2 separate regions of the Bos taurus genome follow, and region 1 is linked to region 2. A link is a contact called in public Hi-C data. All regions are on one chromosome and are shown on one strand. Each heading gives the region's core, a stretch centred on a gene start, on an enhancer-like site or on the middle of the called end of the contact. The rest is flanking DNA. Distances are from core to core; before and after follow the strand shown.

The links. A called contact is a pair of places that touch in the nucleus more often than the background predicts.
Region 1: a contact with region 2 is called in a Hi-C map of liver, with 1.8 times the contacts expected there. The contact joins two enhancer-like sites. A contact is called at or near these places in 2 of 11 Hi-C or Micro-C datasets (liver and skeletal muscle).

What each region holds. Positions count from the first base shown.
Region 1 is chr3:26,960,176-26,964,168 of ARS-UCD2.0, reverse strand. No RefSeq gene overlaps it. Among named protein-coding and RNA genes, the nearest start is that of ATP1A1, 43 kb to the right of the region's middle. Within about 2 kb of position 1,733, at least 4 of the 102 cell types and tissues checked have an H3K27ac peak or open chromatin away from gene starts, as enhancers often do. A contact at or near this core is called in liver, where this site is marked.
Region 2 is chr3:26,793,508-26,797,568 of ARS-UCD2.0, reverse strand. No RefSeq gene overlaps it. Among named protein-coding and RNA genes, the nearest start is that of CD58, 86 kb to the right of the region's middle. Within about 2 kb of position 1,923, at least 19 of the 102 cell types and tissues checked have an H3K27ac peak or open chromatin away from gene starts, as enhancers often do. A contact at or near this core is called in liver, where this site is marked.

The sequences.
Region 1 (3,993 bases), core at 484-2,983, 170 kb before region 2:
CCTGCCAGGTTCCTCTGTCTGTGGGATTCTCCAGGCAAGAATATTGGAATGGGTTACCGTCCCCTCCTGCAGGTGGTCTTCCTGATTCAGGGATCAAACCCACATTTACATCTCCTGCATTGGCGGGCGCATTCTTTACCCCCAGCACCACCTGGGAAGCTGCATATATTAAATATATATATGTATATACATACACCATATGTATATTTTTTTAAAAAACAGAAAAATCCTATTCCATCGAGTGGCTATAAGCATTAAATTGGAATAGTATGTAAAGCAAAGAGTAGTTTCTCAATAAATTTGACTCTTCTTTCTTTTCTACATTTTAACGGTGATAGCAAAGAAGTAGCCTGAAGTCATCCATTGAAAGAGAACAGGCATGAGGGTCACTAGAGGGGCCTGACATTTTGAATGGTGTTTGACATAGATCAGTATATCTGAATTCTTCTCTGTATTCTGCTCTCTTCACCCACTGACCCCCCCCCATTTTTTTTTTTTTTTTCCTGGAATAAATATCCATGTAAATCAAGACCTGGACATACTTAATCCCCCAGGAAGCAGGGCTGTCCAGTCAATGATTTGGATCACTTGATTCCGGTTGGGCAACTTCCATGGACCTTGCACTTATATAGGTTTTCTGCTTGTAAGCTGTAGCTTTACACTAGCTTTACTCTTTTTGGGAGATCAAGTGAAGGCAGGAGGAGATTGGCTAGGGGCAAAGACGCCACTCCTCTCTGCCAGATGCACATTGTGCTACTTCTACACATGAGGTGGTTCTCTGCCAGTCCAGCTTTTGTAAGATGCCTCAATGAATGTGCAAATAATTCCACACGGCCCCACCCAGGGGCATCAGATACCATTTTCATTCTCATTTGTGAACACACAGTATATGAAAAATTCTGGTGCCGCAGGAGCCAGGGCATGGAACTAAAATATGTAAATAGTAGCAATCAATGCCTTGTCCAAAAGCAAACATTGTACTCCAGGCTTGGATTTTTATTCCATGTGTACTTCAAAAGCTGCAGGAAGTAAAAGAGAAAACAAACAAAAACCCAAAGCCCTCACCTCTGGACTCTTGATCTTCTTCAGGTAACCCTGCCCCAGACCACTGTTTGGCATCTGCCTATATTCGGCGATGGCAGTTAGGACCCCTCCAGCCAAGGAAGCCCCCTCTTGTGCCTTACTCTTGTACCTGTCTTTGAGTAGAACTTCTGCCCAGGCCCTGGCCAAAAGTCTGGTTTGGGGTTCTTTTCCATTATCATTGCTTTTGCTGCTGCTGCTAAGTCGCTTCAGTTGTGTCCGACTCTGTGCGACCCTATGGACGGCAGCCCACCAGGCTCCTCCGTCCCTGGGATTCTCCAGGCAAGAGTACTGGAGTGGGGTGCCATTGCCTTCTCCGCCCATTTCTTTTTCTACCCACCTTTTCCCCACCCAGTGACTGAGTTTCCCAGTGTTTCAGCTGCGAGAATCTGCCCCATGCGGGAAGCTTTGTCCAGCAAACATTGCTGTCCAGCCAGATGGGGGAAACTGCCAGAAGCATGGTATATGGAGGCAATGGTGGGTTTTACAGTGGCCCCTTGCTAAGGAACTGCCAGTCTACCATCCAGCTGCCTTCTCCGGCCTCCCACTGCTGTTCTTGTTGGGCAACTGTCTGACGTTGCTGTCTGCCTGAACTGTCTCAAAGGGCAAGATGGCGCCAGGGATCTCTGGCCCTTCTCCTTCCTCTCGCCCGGTATTCCTGGCCCTTTTTCCTGTAATCACCAGGCCCATGAGCCATTTGAGTGTGCAGCTATTTTTACTAGAGTGTAAAGGATTCTCAGGGTATAAACTATATTTAGCAAAGGTTAAAGTTTGCATTACACAATCAGTGGGGCACAGAATTCAATCATTAAACATCCTGGTTTTGGTCTTCCTGCTTCATTCATCTACAAATGGGTTTTTCCAGACCTAACCCTTTTCCTTTCGATTCAGCCTACAGTCTTTGTTTCCTGTAAGAAAGGGAATTCTTTTCTTTTTATGTCTCAAGTCCCAATTCTACTGCAGACAGAGATTTTCTTATGGCCATCAGAACCTCTGATTTAGAAGGAATCTATGAAGAATGTTAAATGGAATCCTTCCAGGATTGAAAAAAAAATCTAGTCTAGAAATTCTTAAAAACACAAACTGCCCACCTAGAAGCTTCAACTGATGCTCATTGATAACTGTAGTTGACTTTTCAGGCCAAGGTACTAAGGAGGGATTATGTCTGAGGGTGTTTAAATCAGCATGAAAATGAAAAGGAGGGCTGTAAGCTAGCTGAACTGTGGTGTTGGAGAAGACTCTTGAGAGTCCCTTGGACTGCAAGGAGATCCAACCAGTACATCCTAAAGGAAATCAGTCCTGAAAATTCATTGAAAGGACTGATGCTGAAGCTGAAACTCCAATACTTTGGCCACCTGATGTGAAGAGCTGACTCATTTGAAAAGACCCTGATGCTGGGAAAGATTGAAGGCGGGAGGAAAAGGGGATGACAGAGGATGAGATGGTTGGATGGCATCACCAACTAACTGAACATGAGTTTGAGTGAACTCCGGGAGCTGGTGATAGTCAGGGAGGCCTGGCGTGCTGCAGTCCATGAGGTCACAAAGAGTTGGGCACGACTGAGCAACTGAACTGAACTGAACTGAAAGCTAGCTCATCTAAAGAGGAAGTGGACAGCAGGGTCCAGGATGTATAACATGACATGCAGCCAAGCTGTTCCTTTGGCTGCTGGAAGTGCAGTGTGCTAACAGCCTGAGGGGCTAGACCTATATAGGAAGGGCTTCAGCTGCAGAGTCACCTCATTCGAGGTGACACCCCCCTCCTGGGGCAGCCTGCACCCGGTGGCTGGTCAGGGTTGCATATATAGGCCTGGTCCCTTCACCTCAACTCTAGAGAGCGTGCCTGCTTCAGAGTTCTAGGGTTGAACAGCCTTTCATTGAGGCTGCGTCACTGCCCAGCCTCCCCTCTACCTCTTGCACACGTGGAAATTTCCAGAGCACTTCCTAATAAACTCCTGCATGCATCTCCATCTCGGCCAGGCTTCCCAGGAAACGCAACCTGAGACAATGACCTTCACCAAGCCACATGTGATTCTCCTGATTAATTCTCTGGGGCAGTCCCACATTGCTACATGGCTACGAGAGTCAACAGACCCAGGAGCATCAGTATCTCAGGTGAAGGTATTAGAAATGCGAAATCTCAGTCCCCATGCCAAAATGATAAAATCTGAATCCCTATCTGAACAAAGTCCTCAGATGATTCATATGTATATTAATGTTTGATCAGCACTGGCCTACATAATAATTGGATGAGAAATGATGAGAAGGAATGTTTATTGGAAGTACAGAAGTATCCTGGCTCAATGGGAGTCATCTGTTTTTAGTTCAGAAACTATTTTTCCTACTAAAAGGAGTTTAAAGACTCATTACTTTTCCACAGTCCAATCACAAACAAAAGAGCAGAACACAGAGGCAGCTGGTCAATTGCTCAAGTTAGGAAACCAAGCTGCACTATTAAGCAAACAAGGAAAAAGCTTATATGTAAAGTAAGTGCCAGCATTTCTTAGAGTATAAAGATTAAACTCTTCCCTTGCAATACAATAGATGAGCTTCAAACACACCAAGAGACTTAGAACCTTCCCAAAGGACCGCAGGGGAACTAGTATAAAGAAAGCCTCCCACATAGGTGGCAAGAGCATGAATTCACATTGATTCTCTGAGCCACACCATTGAAAAGATTTCCACCAGATCTTCAGTGAGAAAAAATTAGTTTATGTTAGAATGGCAATAGTTTGTAGCAGGAAACGTACGTGCTAAAATGTTAAGGTGTAATGAAATGTTCCTGTGGTTCTTATTTCAGAGGATCCAGTCATTCTCAACAGATCCTTTTAAGCTGTCTCTCTGGACTTCTTTATAGATGAACCTCAAGACTGAGTCTGACTTCTCTGTGTGTCTTTTGATGGAAGTCCTAGAA
Region 2 (4,061 bases), core at 674-3,173:
AACAAAGTGGCATTTAAGTCCATTGACCCCACGCATCAGGAATGGGCCAGGTCCTCCTTCCTGGTGGTCTCCACTTCGCTACGCTGTTTCTCCCGCTTCTGCTCTCACAGATTGGAAGGCCCCAAGGGCTCTGCACACGATGACACTGGGGGCCTATGAACACCTAGTCAAGCCTTAGGTGTGTTTGGAGCTCATCCAGCTGTGGATGGCTCAGCTCCCCAGCTGAGCCAGGAGCTTCTCCAGGAACGTGCTGTGCCTTCCTCTCAGTAGCCCCACACAGACGCTCACAGCTGGCACACACGCAAGGAACTCACATGCGTTTAACACCTGACCACATCTCCGCAGCACCTAGACTTTGTTCCCAGTAGGGAGGGACCTCTCACTGTGCGTTTCTGTGGGCCCTACTGTCAGCTTGGACACAGAGTAGGCACATACTCACCACGGTTAATCTGACTTGTCTACCCTGAGGAAATACGTCTGCAAGTGATTCAACATTATGGCATAACAGACACAGACAGGACCATCTGATGCAAATTTACACTAATGAACATATTATGGCAGATGCTATGGATTCAAGGACTGATGCAAATTCCACCTTCAACAAACTAGTAACCTATTTAGAAAATTATACTTTTCCAGCAATCCTACTCCTGGGCATATACCTGAAGGAAACTCTAATTCGAAAAGGTACATGTCCTGCAATGTTTATAGCAGCTCTATTTACAACAGCTAAGACATGGAAGCAACCTGCGTGTCTGCCAACAGATGAGTGGATAAAGAAGATGTGGCACATATATACAGTGAAATACCATAAAAAAAGAATGAAATAATGCCATTTGCAGCAACGTGGATGGACCTAGAGATTATCATACAAAATGAAGTCAAAGATAAATATAATATAATACCATTCATATGTGGAATCTAAAAATGATGATACAAATGAACTTATTTACAAAACAGAAACAGACTCTTAGACTTAGGAAACAAACTTATGGTTCCCAAAGGGGAAGGTGGGTGAGGAATAAATTGGGAGTTTGGGATTAGCAGATACAAACTACTATATATAAAATAGATAATCAAAAAGGACTTACTGTATAGCACAGGGAACTATATTCAGTACCTTGTAATAAATTACAATGTAAAAGAATCAAAGACGTATATATATCAACTGAATCACTTTGCTGTACACCAGAAACACGTAACATTGTAAAATCAACTACACTTCAGTTTTTAAAATTAAAAAAAAAATTATACCTTTTAATATTCTTTGTGAGCAAAGATGGTTCATACATAGAAGACATGGTGTTCAGGCTGTTTACATAGAAAAAGAGCAGAGTCTCCTGCTAAATCGTACCTTCATTCAATGTTTATGGGCATCTACTTGGTACGAGGTTGCTTACTCAAATTAAACAAGGCACAGGTGAGTGCTGCATGGATAACTCACAGTCCAGTGGGGCCAAAGGCGTGTTTCAAGGAATGCCTTACTCTGGGGCAGGTGCTGCTGAGAAGTATGGCCTAAGCTCCTTGGAGGTGGGGAGAGAGATCAATTCTTCCTGAGGTCAGAAAACGAGGATAGAGTTTGAGGAGGTCTCCCAAAGGAGGGGCCATTTGAAGGATGGACAGATCCAGACAGACAATAGCAAATTCTGGGCTGGAAAGTGAAAGTGTTAGTCACTCAGTCGTGTCTGACTCTCTGTGACCCCATGGACTATAACCTGCCAAGCTCTTCTGTCCATGGAATTGTCCAGGCAAGAATAATGGAGCGGGTTGCCATTCCCTCTTCCAGGGGATCTTCCCTGGAGATCAAACCTGCATATCCTGCCTTGAGGGCCGATTCTTTATCGCCTGAGCCACCAGGGAAGCCGGGGGACATTAACCAAGGCGTCCAAACCCAGCTGTGTTTTGGGAATGGACTTGTCTCCCCTGCAGCTACTATGGGGGATGGCTGGATGACAGCATGAGATCAGGCGACACCTCTGGCTAGGGGATGAGTCCTTTGCTTCTCTTGAACAAGTTTGCTTTTCTTGAGGATACTTCCCAGTCTGAAATCGCTGCCTGGATCCACTTTTCCTAGAGAAGAGTTGGGTGAATGGCTAGAGCGGGGTGAACGGACTTTCTGACGTGCAGGGCAGAACTTTAGCTGGAAAGCAGGACCCACAGCATGACCAAGGACACCCTGGGGCACCTGGCAGGAGGCCATGCATGACCACACCTCAGGTCTGACCAGCTAAGTTTGGACAGATCCACTCTAGCTCTTTCCCCTTCATGTGACTAAGAACCTTATCATAAAAAAGCTGTAAAAATGCCAAACTTTAACCCTGTTAAAGTCACACTGTTCTGGCCTTGGCCACCCTGATGGGATTTTACAACTCACCCTCCACAACAGGAGTCCTTGAATAGCCTGAGGCCTGCCAGAATCCATGATGAGTGACTAATGCCTTCACGGACTGGAGCTCACCCCCATTCCCACCCTCCCCTTGCCAATCCCCCACCTTGGCTCACTGTGACCTTCCACAGCGGCCTCCTGTTCAGTGACAAGTACAAAGTGAGAAATTTCCAGTGTTCTGAACCTCGGGAAGAATGTATGAGTGTACCCTAGAGGGCTCATCAGCTAACATGGTATTTTCCTTGGGATTAATGAAGCGTGATGGAATTCTTAGCTGCTGTTGTAATGATTAATATGTCAAGTCAATATCACAAGAGAGGTGAACAGGAAAGGGATGCAGGAGTGAGCATGGGGCAGGGGTGGTTAGGGAAGGGGAAAGTGAGAAGGGCAGAGAGAAGGCAAAACTGGCGAAGGGAAAGGGAAGAAAGAGAAGAAAAGGGGAGGGCTGGGAGACAGGGGGAAGGGGGCTGATGGGGTTTTATTCCATGGGTTACATTGGATCAAACAGGCCTAAGAACTTTGGTGGCGTGGAGGGTGGTGGTGGCAGTCCTCCTGCCCTGGGCCGTGCTGGTAGAAAGCTGGGTTGAGTCAGTTCAAAACGAGCGCTCTCCTGGGAGTGGTTGTGAACAGAATGTTCTGCCTACACGTGTCATGGGACGTCATGGGTGCTTGACAACTAAGGGATGTGTTTTCTCCCCAGAAAAATATGCAGAAAGAGAAACTGTGCAACTAGTGTCCGGGGGCTCACCAAACACCTAACCTTCATAAAAGAGCAAAAAAACAGCCCTGGACTTCCCTGATGGGCCAGTGATATAGATTCTACCTGCCAATGTAGGGGACATGGGTTGATACCTGTTTGGGGAACTAAGGACTTCCCTGGTGACTCAGACAGTAAAGAATCTGCCTGCAATGTAGGAGACCTGGGTTTGATCCCTGTTGGTAAGATCCCTTGAAGAAGGGAATGGCTACCCACTCCAGTATTCTTGCCTGGAGAATCCCATGGAGGGTGGAGCCTGGAGTGCTATAGTCCATGGCGTTGCAAAGAATCCAACATGACTGAGTGACTAATAATTTTGCTTGGGGAACTAAGACCCCACATGCCACAGGGCAACTAAGCCTGTGTGCCACAACTACTGAATCTGTGCTCCACAGCCCGTGAGCCACAAGAGAAGGCACTGCAATGAGGAGCCCACACAAACCACAACTAGAGAGCTGCCTCCACTCACCTCAATCAGCGAAAGCCCACATGCAGCAATAATGACCCAGCATGGCCAAAATAAATAGGATAAATTAAGAGAGTAGTATGGAAACATACACTACCATATGTAAAAATAGATAGCCAGTGGTAATTTGCTGTACGACTCAGGGAACTCAAACCAGGGGCTCTGTAACAACCTAAAGGGGTGGGATGAGGTGGGAGGTGGGAGGTGGGAGGGAGGTTCAAGATGGAGGGGACATATGTATACCGATGGCTGGCTCATGCTGATGTACGGCAGAAACCAACACAATATTGTAAAGCAATTATCCTTCAATTAAAAAGAAATTTAAAAACTAAAAAAAAAAAAAAAAAGAAAGAAAAAAACCCCAGCCCTGCGTCTAACTGATGGTTTCAGCAGCTGGAAGTGTGTCGTATGTCTCAGCACCCCTCTGCAATGGGGGGCCTTCTGCAAACAGG